2 separate regions of the Gossypium hirsutum genome follow, and region 1 is linked to region 2. Evidence: chromatin contacts called from public Hi-C data. All regions are on one chromosome and are shown on one strand. The core of a region is the stretch at or near the end of the contact, and the rest is flanking DNA. Distances in the headings are between cores, read along the strand shown.

Region 1 (2,995 bases), core at 3-2,502, 73 kb after region 2:
TCATATTTAGTAATTATTAATGGGAGAAGTGGTTGGGCATTTAAACCGACGAGAGGAATTAGACAAGGGGACCCTCTTAGTCCCTTATTGTTTTTAATTTGTAGTAAGGGCCTTTCGGGGTTTATAAGGATGGCCTTGAGGAAGGGGTCGATTAAGGGAGCACAAGCAAGTAGAGGGGATCTCTTAGTTTCTCATATATTATTCGCTGATGACAGTATATTGTTTGGAGAAGCTAGCGAGTGGGGCGTACAAGTTTTGAAATCAATCCTAATGCAATACAAAAGATCCTCGGGGCAAAGTGTTAATTACGACAAATCAACAGTTTTTTTATAGTAGCAACACTGCAGAAGAATCCACGAGAGTTGTTTCCATTATTCTTGCGGTGAAAAATTCAAATAATATGGAAAGATATCTTGGTTTGCCGAATCTTGTGGGGAAAAATAAAAAATCTTCTTTTTTGCTAGTAAAGGATCGCATGAGGCAACAGATTAAGAATTGGAATGTGAGGTTCCTTTCTCAATGAGGAAAGGAATTATTTATTAAATCTATTTTACAGGCTATACCCACTTACACTATGGCCTATTTTTTACTTCCAAAGTCTTTGTATGTGGAATTGGACAGCATAATGACTCGATTTTGGTGGCAAAAAGGACGAGGGCGAAAAGGGATTCATTGGTGCACTTGGAACGACTTTGCGATCTGAAGGAGAATGGGGGTATGGGATTTCATTGTTTATCCAAATTCAATGTTGCATTATTAGCTAAACAAGGTTGGCGTCTTCTTAATAATCCAGATTCAATATTAACGAAAGTTATAAAAGTTAAGTACTTTCTAAATACAGATTTTCTTAATTCTGAGTTAGGACGACTACCTTCGTATACCTAGAAGAGTGTATGGGCTGCTAAAGAATTGCTGAAGAATGGGATTTGTTGGAGGGTGGGAACGAGTTAGAATATTTCAATTGCTATTGATGCGTGGCTTCCTAGTACTGAAAGTTATAAGTGTATAGGCCCAAATTTGCCTGGGCCCATACCTAAAATCAAAACAAAAAATAATAATAAAAATAAAATCATAAACCAAATAAATTAAATGTCCAAGTCCTTTTACAACTCAACCCTAACTATTAAAACCAAACCACTCAGCCCAACTACTAAAACTAACCTAATTAACAAACAACCCAAACCCCATACCCGAATAAAACAAAATAGGCCCAATGGCCCAAAACACTAATGAATTTTTTCGGCAGAAACCCTAGGTCACTAGAAGCTTCAGCCGCCGCAGCCTCCAATCGATTCTTCCACGCGCGCCATGCTTCACGCCCACGAATAACTCCTCCACGCCATGCACACCTGCAACAGAAAACAACGAAGCAGCAATTGATAGCAGATCACAGCGAATTACAGCAAAGAATTTGTATTTTCTTTTATTTATTTATTTTATTTTTCGGCTATAAACCGAAGGAAAATGATGTAAATGGGATATTTTTTTTCCTTTCTTTCTACGAAGAGAATAATAGTTGAATATACGCATATATGAAAAGAGGAGAAATCAATTCAAAGAGTTTTCAAGAGGTGATTTTAGAGTTTATTTTTTCTTTCGATTTTGTTTTTTTTTCCCTTTGATTTTCATTATTGTGTGTAATATACAAAATAAACAAGGGCATAAGCACTTATCTAATAGAAGGAGCCTTCGAATCCTTGTTGACTTCGTTGAAATCGAAGCTTTGATGGGGATTCAGGGGGGTCCGATTTGTTGACATGGAAGCAAGGAGAGAAGAACTTCTTGGTTCGCTCGGTTGAGGAGGAAAAGAGATTGAAAAATTTTGAGAGAAAATGGTTTTGAAAGCTGTTTTGAGAAGAATAATCAGTCTGAGGTTATTAGGGCTTTTGTTTTGATTCATATATATGCTCAAAAACGGCACCGTTTAGTAAAAACATGGATCTGCGCCTTAACCCATTTGGAAGCCGAATCTGCGCCTTTTTCACCTTGAAAGGTTAATTTGCGCGTCTGGTCCTTTGACTTTGCGCAGAATTTTTAATTGATCTTTATTTACATTTTATTTTATTTTGAATTTGTCCTAGAATTTGTGTCTTTGCGTTTCGGTCTGCGCCTAGGCACAGTGTTTGGAAAACTGGGATATTTTCATATCTAATCCCTATACATTTGCACCCGTTGCACGCTGGTCCTTATTTCTATTTCAATAGTTTTTTATATTTATTAATTATCCCTTCTAATTTGATTTCATTTCAATTAAGTTTTACTTCAATTTATATATCTCATTATTTTTAAAAAAAAAAATCCTTTTAGCATTCATCTTTTATTTTTTTATTTTTTTATATACATTTTGAATTACCTTGATAAGTTTACTTTGTTTTTTTCAAAATTATTATTTTTAAATTCCTTTTTATATCATATTATTTTAACATTTTAGATAATATTTTTTTTATAAATGTTTTTGTACATTATTGTATATATAAATAATTCATGATAAGGTTAATTTTATTCCATGTATATTATTAATCTTATATTATTTTATACATATAATTTCCATTAAATTTATTCCTATATTTTATTATATATCTTTGCTATTTAAAGGAAGATCCTACATCTCAAATGTATTATTTAAATTATTATTATATATATATACATGTATATTGGTACATATGTTTGATTTATATACATCATTAAATCCATGTTATTTTATTCATATAATTTCTTTTAAATTTATTTGTATACATCATTATGTTTTTAAAATCTATTACATATACAATCTATGATAACATTAATTTAATTTTATATATATTATTAATCTCATGCTAATTTTTACAAATAATTATTCTTAATATATATGCATGTTTTGTGAATTTGTTATGTGTATTATATCTTATAATGTATTTTTATTATTCTTTCATAGCTTATATATTATTTAAGAATCATGTACATTGTCAAATTTTTAAATGAATTTATGTTTAAAATATTTTGTATATAATTTGCT
Region 2 (2,764 bases), core at 108-2,607:
ATACCAACTTTTGCAACCTTTACGATTTAGTCTTTTTTACATAATTAACCATTTAAACTTTAAAATTTCTTAACGAAACTTTAATACGACCTTAAGATAATCCCACAGGCATTAAATAAATATTAAAAAAAACTCATTAGTTGGAATTGTGGTCCCGAAACCACTGTTTTTGACACCAATGAAATTGGGCTGTTACAAGGTAGAATTTCCTTTCAGAACCCGAATGCAAATGAATTGAAGATTACTACGGATAATCTTAACATATATTAAGTCCAATTTGACCCAAATACCTCTCGAAAAATTGATAGCTTTTACTCGGTGAAAATAATGAAAACCAAAGCTAGCTATAATCTTTTTTACTTTAAAGCCATTAACCTTCGTCTTCAATAAGTTAACAATATCAAGCTTATGTTTTCTACTGTACACAAGGAAAATGTGAGAAAATTTCAAACTAGCACATCCTTGACAATTCCAGGAGAAAACTATCAAATCCATAAAAAATAAAAATAGGATTGATACCAACCTTACTGCTTGGAGTTCCCCGACCCTGATGTATGATTTCCTTTGAAAGCCTCTAGCCCTTTGTCCATTTCCATGTCTAGTTGAGCATTAATTAACTCAACCATAGAGTTTAAAAATTCAGTCAAAGGAACTCGGGCAATAGCAACCAATTTAAACTTGTCCTCCCGATTACGGATGGTTTGATTGAGTTTTTTGCCATTTCGGCTCGAACCGCCTTTATCACCTGAACCTTAAGTTTTGAAAAAAGAAAAATTTTTCCCACTCTCGTCTGTTATATCATCCCCCAAAGCTTCTCCATTATTTGGATTAGCATTTTCCTTGAAGACAACAAATGAGTGTTTTCCTAGGTCAAGTTTAGAATTATATAAGACCACCATCTTCCCCTCCTATTCTTCAAAGGTTGGATTAAAGTGTGTAATGGTATTAAGGGATTCATTAGAAAAATTAGAACAATTAAAGAGGGCCTTTAATAAATTACCCAGCTGCCCATTAACGTCTAAATTTGCCACGTCCATGCCTGATTCATTTTGTCGCTCTTTTGGGTCAGAAATAATCACGACCCACCCCGAAATTTTTTTTAACTGAACTAATCCCACCAATACCTGGTCCCTACCCAACAATCAACAAAAAACCAATCTTAGCCTGCCGAATTGCTATGTCTAAAGTAGTGCTCCCAACGGTCCTCAAGCCCAAGTCTTAATCTCCCCCTTACTTTCCCCAAATTCAATATTCTCCATTGCCAAAAGCCCATTTTCCATATTAACCTGCACTGTTTTTTATGGGCCAAGTCCACCACCAACCTGATGCTGGTCCAACATTGTTATTCATTCCCTACAAGACCCACCAAGCCTTGGTCCATTTACTAACAGGCTCTGACCCACCCCACTTCTTGGCTCTTTCACAGACCCAACACCTCCATTATTTAAAATAGAGGCTCCTTTCCCCAAGGTTTTTGAAACAGATTTATTAAATCACCTGATTTTAGCTCCAGATTTACCCGACATTGCCTCATTTACAGCACCATTATCTTTCTCCAGATTTTCTAAATCATTTAGGGCCAGAAATCTCGATCCTGAACTTACTTTGTTTGAAACCCCTTCCCTTTGATTCCGCATTTTTTTCTGCCCCCGCCCATTTCTCCGCTCCACCACCATCCAAGGCTCGTACGTCGCCTCCTCATTACAGTTAACCGGCTCAGACGATCCCAAAGTCCCACTGGTTTTTTCCTTCACATTATTCGACTTCCCCACCGGTGCTGGGCACATCTCTTTCAAGTGTCCGTAATTGCCACACGAAAATCAAATGGTCGACAAAGTTTCATATTCTACCTGCTGTTATTCTCCTCTCACCCATATTCGAGACACCAATGATCTATCAAGATTTACGAAAAACAACCATTCTAGCAAAACAAGGTCTGATTTTGCTATCTACGTTGAAATCAAGCTGGGCTACCTTGCCCACCAAACCGCCAACTGCTTCCCGAATTCTCCTTTTATACATAAATTCTGGAAGACCCGATAATCTGATCCATGCCAGAACCACACTCGGGCAAGGTTTTTTGGAGTCGAAATATTTGGTCCATGGCTGCACAGTAAGGTATTGATCATAAATAATCCATGGTCCTTATGAAAGGAATTTGGTAAAATCTTCCATACACTGGAATTTTTCCAAAAAATACCCGTATTCAATGTCCATTAGGTGAATTGGTTTTGATGGTCGCCAAAGGCTACTGATCCGATTATGAAGGGTTGTGTATCCAATATTTCGCCTAGTAACTTTAGCGCAACCGTTGTCACCATTTCTTTAAAAAAGGATCTTTTGGATACGATGTGAGAATTCTATAGTTGGGATTCCATTGACCATAGTTTTATAACATCTTCTTCTAGAAACTCGATATCTTCAACACTATCACCTTTTGTACGTCTATTAACCTCCTCATGGTTAGAAAACCTTGTTCCAATCAACTTATGTTTCTAGGATACCTTTGGCCTCGGTTCCAAGTCCACGAACATATCAACATCCTCATCACCTTCACCATCTTTAAATCTAACTTTTTTCGTTTCCTAATCAAGAGACGATCGAGTTTCAGAAACCCTTTCTTCACTAAAAGGAAAGACCATTGTATTTTAGACAAGCCTAATATTTTTTTAAACATATAAGCTTAATATATAAATCCACTTAAAACCCAAAACAAAACTCATTTCTTTTAAATTCTATAATTAAATAAAAAATAAAAATAAAT

The links. A called contact is a pair of places that touch in the nucleus more often than the background predicts.
Region 1: a contact with region 2 is called in a Hi-C map of leaf, with 3 times the contacts expected there. The contact joins two enhancer-like sites. A contact is called at or near these places in 14 of 34 Hi-C or Micro-C datasets (anther, callus, fibers and 3 more).

The regions. Positions count from the first base shown.
Region 1 is chrA06:107,490,754-107,493,748 of Gossypium_hirsutum_v2.1, forward strand. No RefSeq gene overlaps it. Among protein-coding and RNA genes, the nearest start is that of LOC107961802, 3.8 kb to the right of the region's middle. Within about 2 kb of position 1,253, at least 9 of the 9 cell types and tissues checked have an H3K27ac peak or open chromatin away from gene starts, as enhancers often do. A contact at or near this core is called in fibers, hypocotyl and leaf, where this site is marked.
Region 2 is chrA06:107,417,939-107,420,702 of Gossypium_hirsutum_v2.1, forward strand. No RefSeq gene overlaps it. Among protein-coding and RNA genes, the nearest start is that of LOC107963391, 35 kb to the left of the region's middle. Within about 2 kb of position 1,358, at least 8 of the 9 cell types and tissues checked have an H3K27ac peak or open chromatin away from gene starts, as enhancers often do. A contact at or near this core is called in fibers, hypocotyl and leaf, where this site is marked.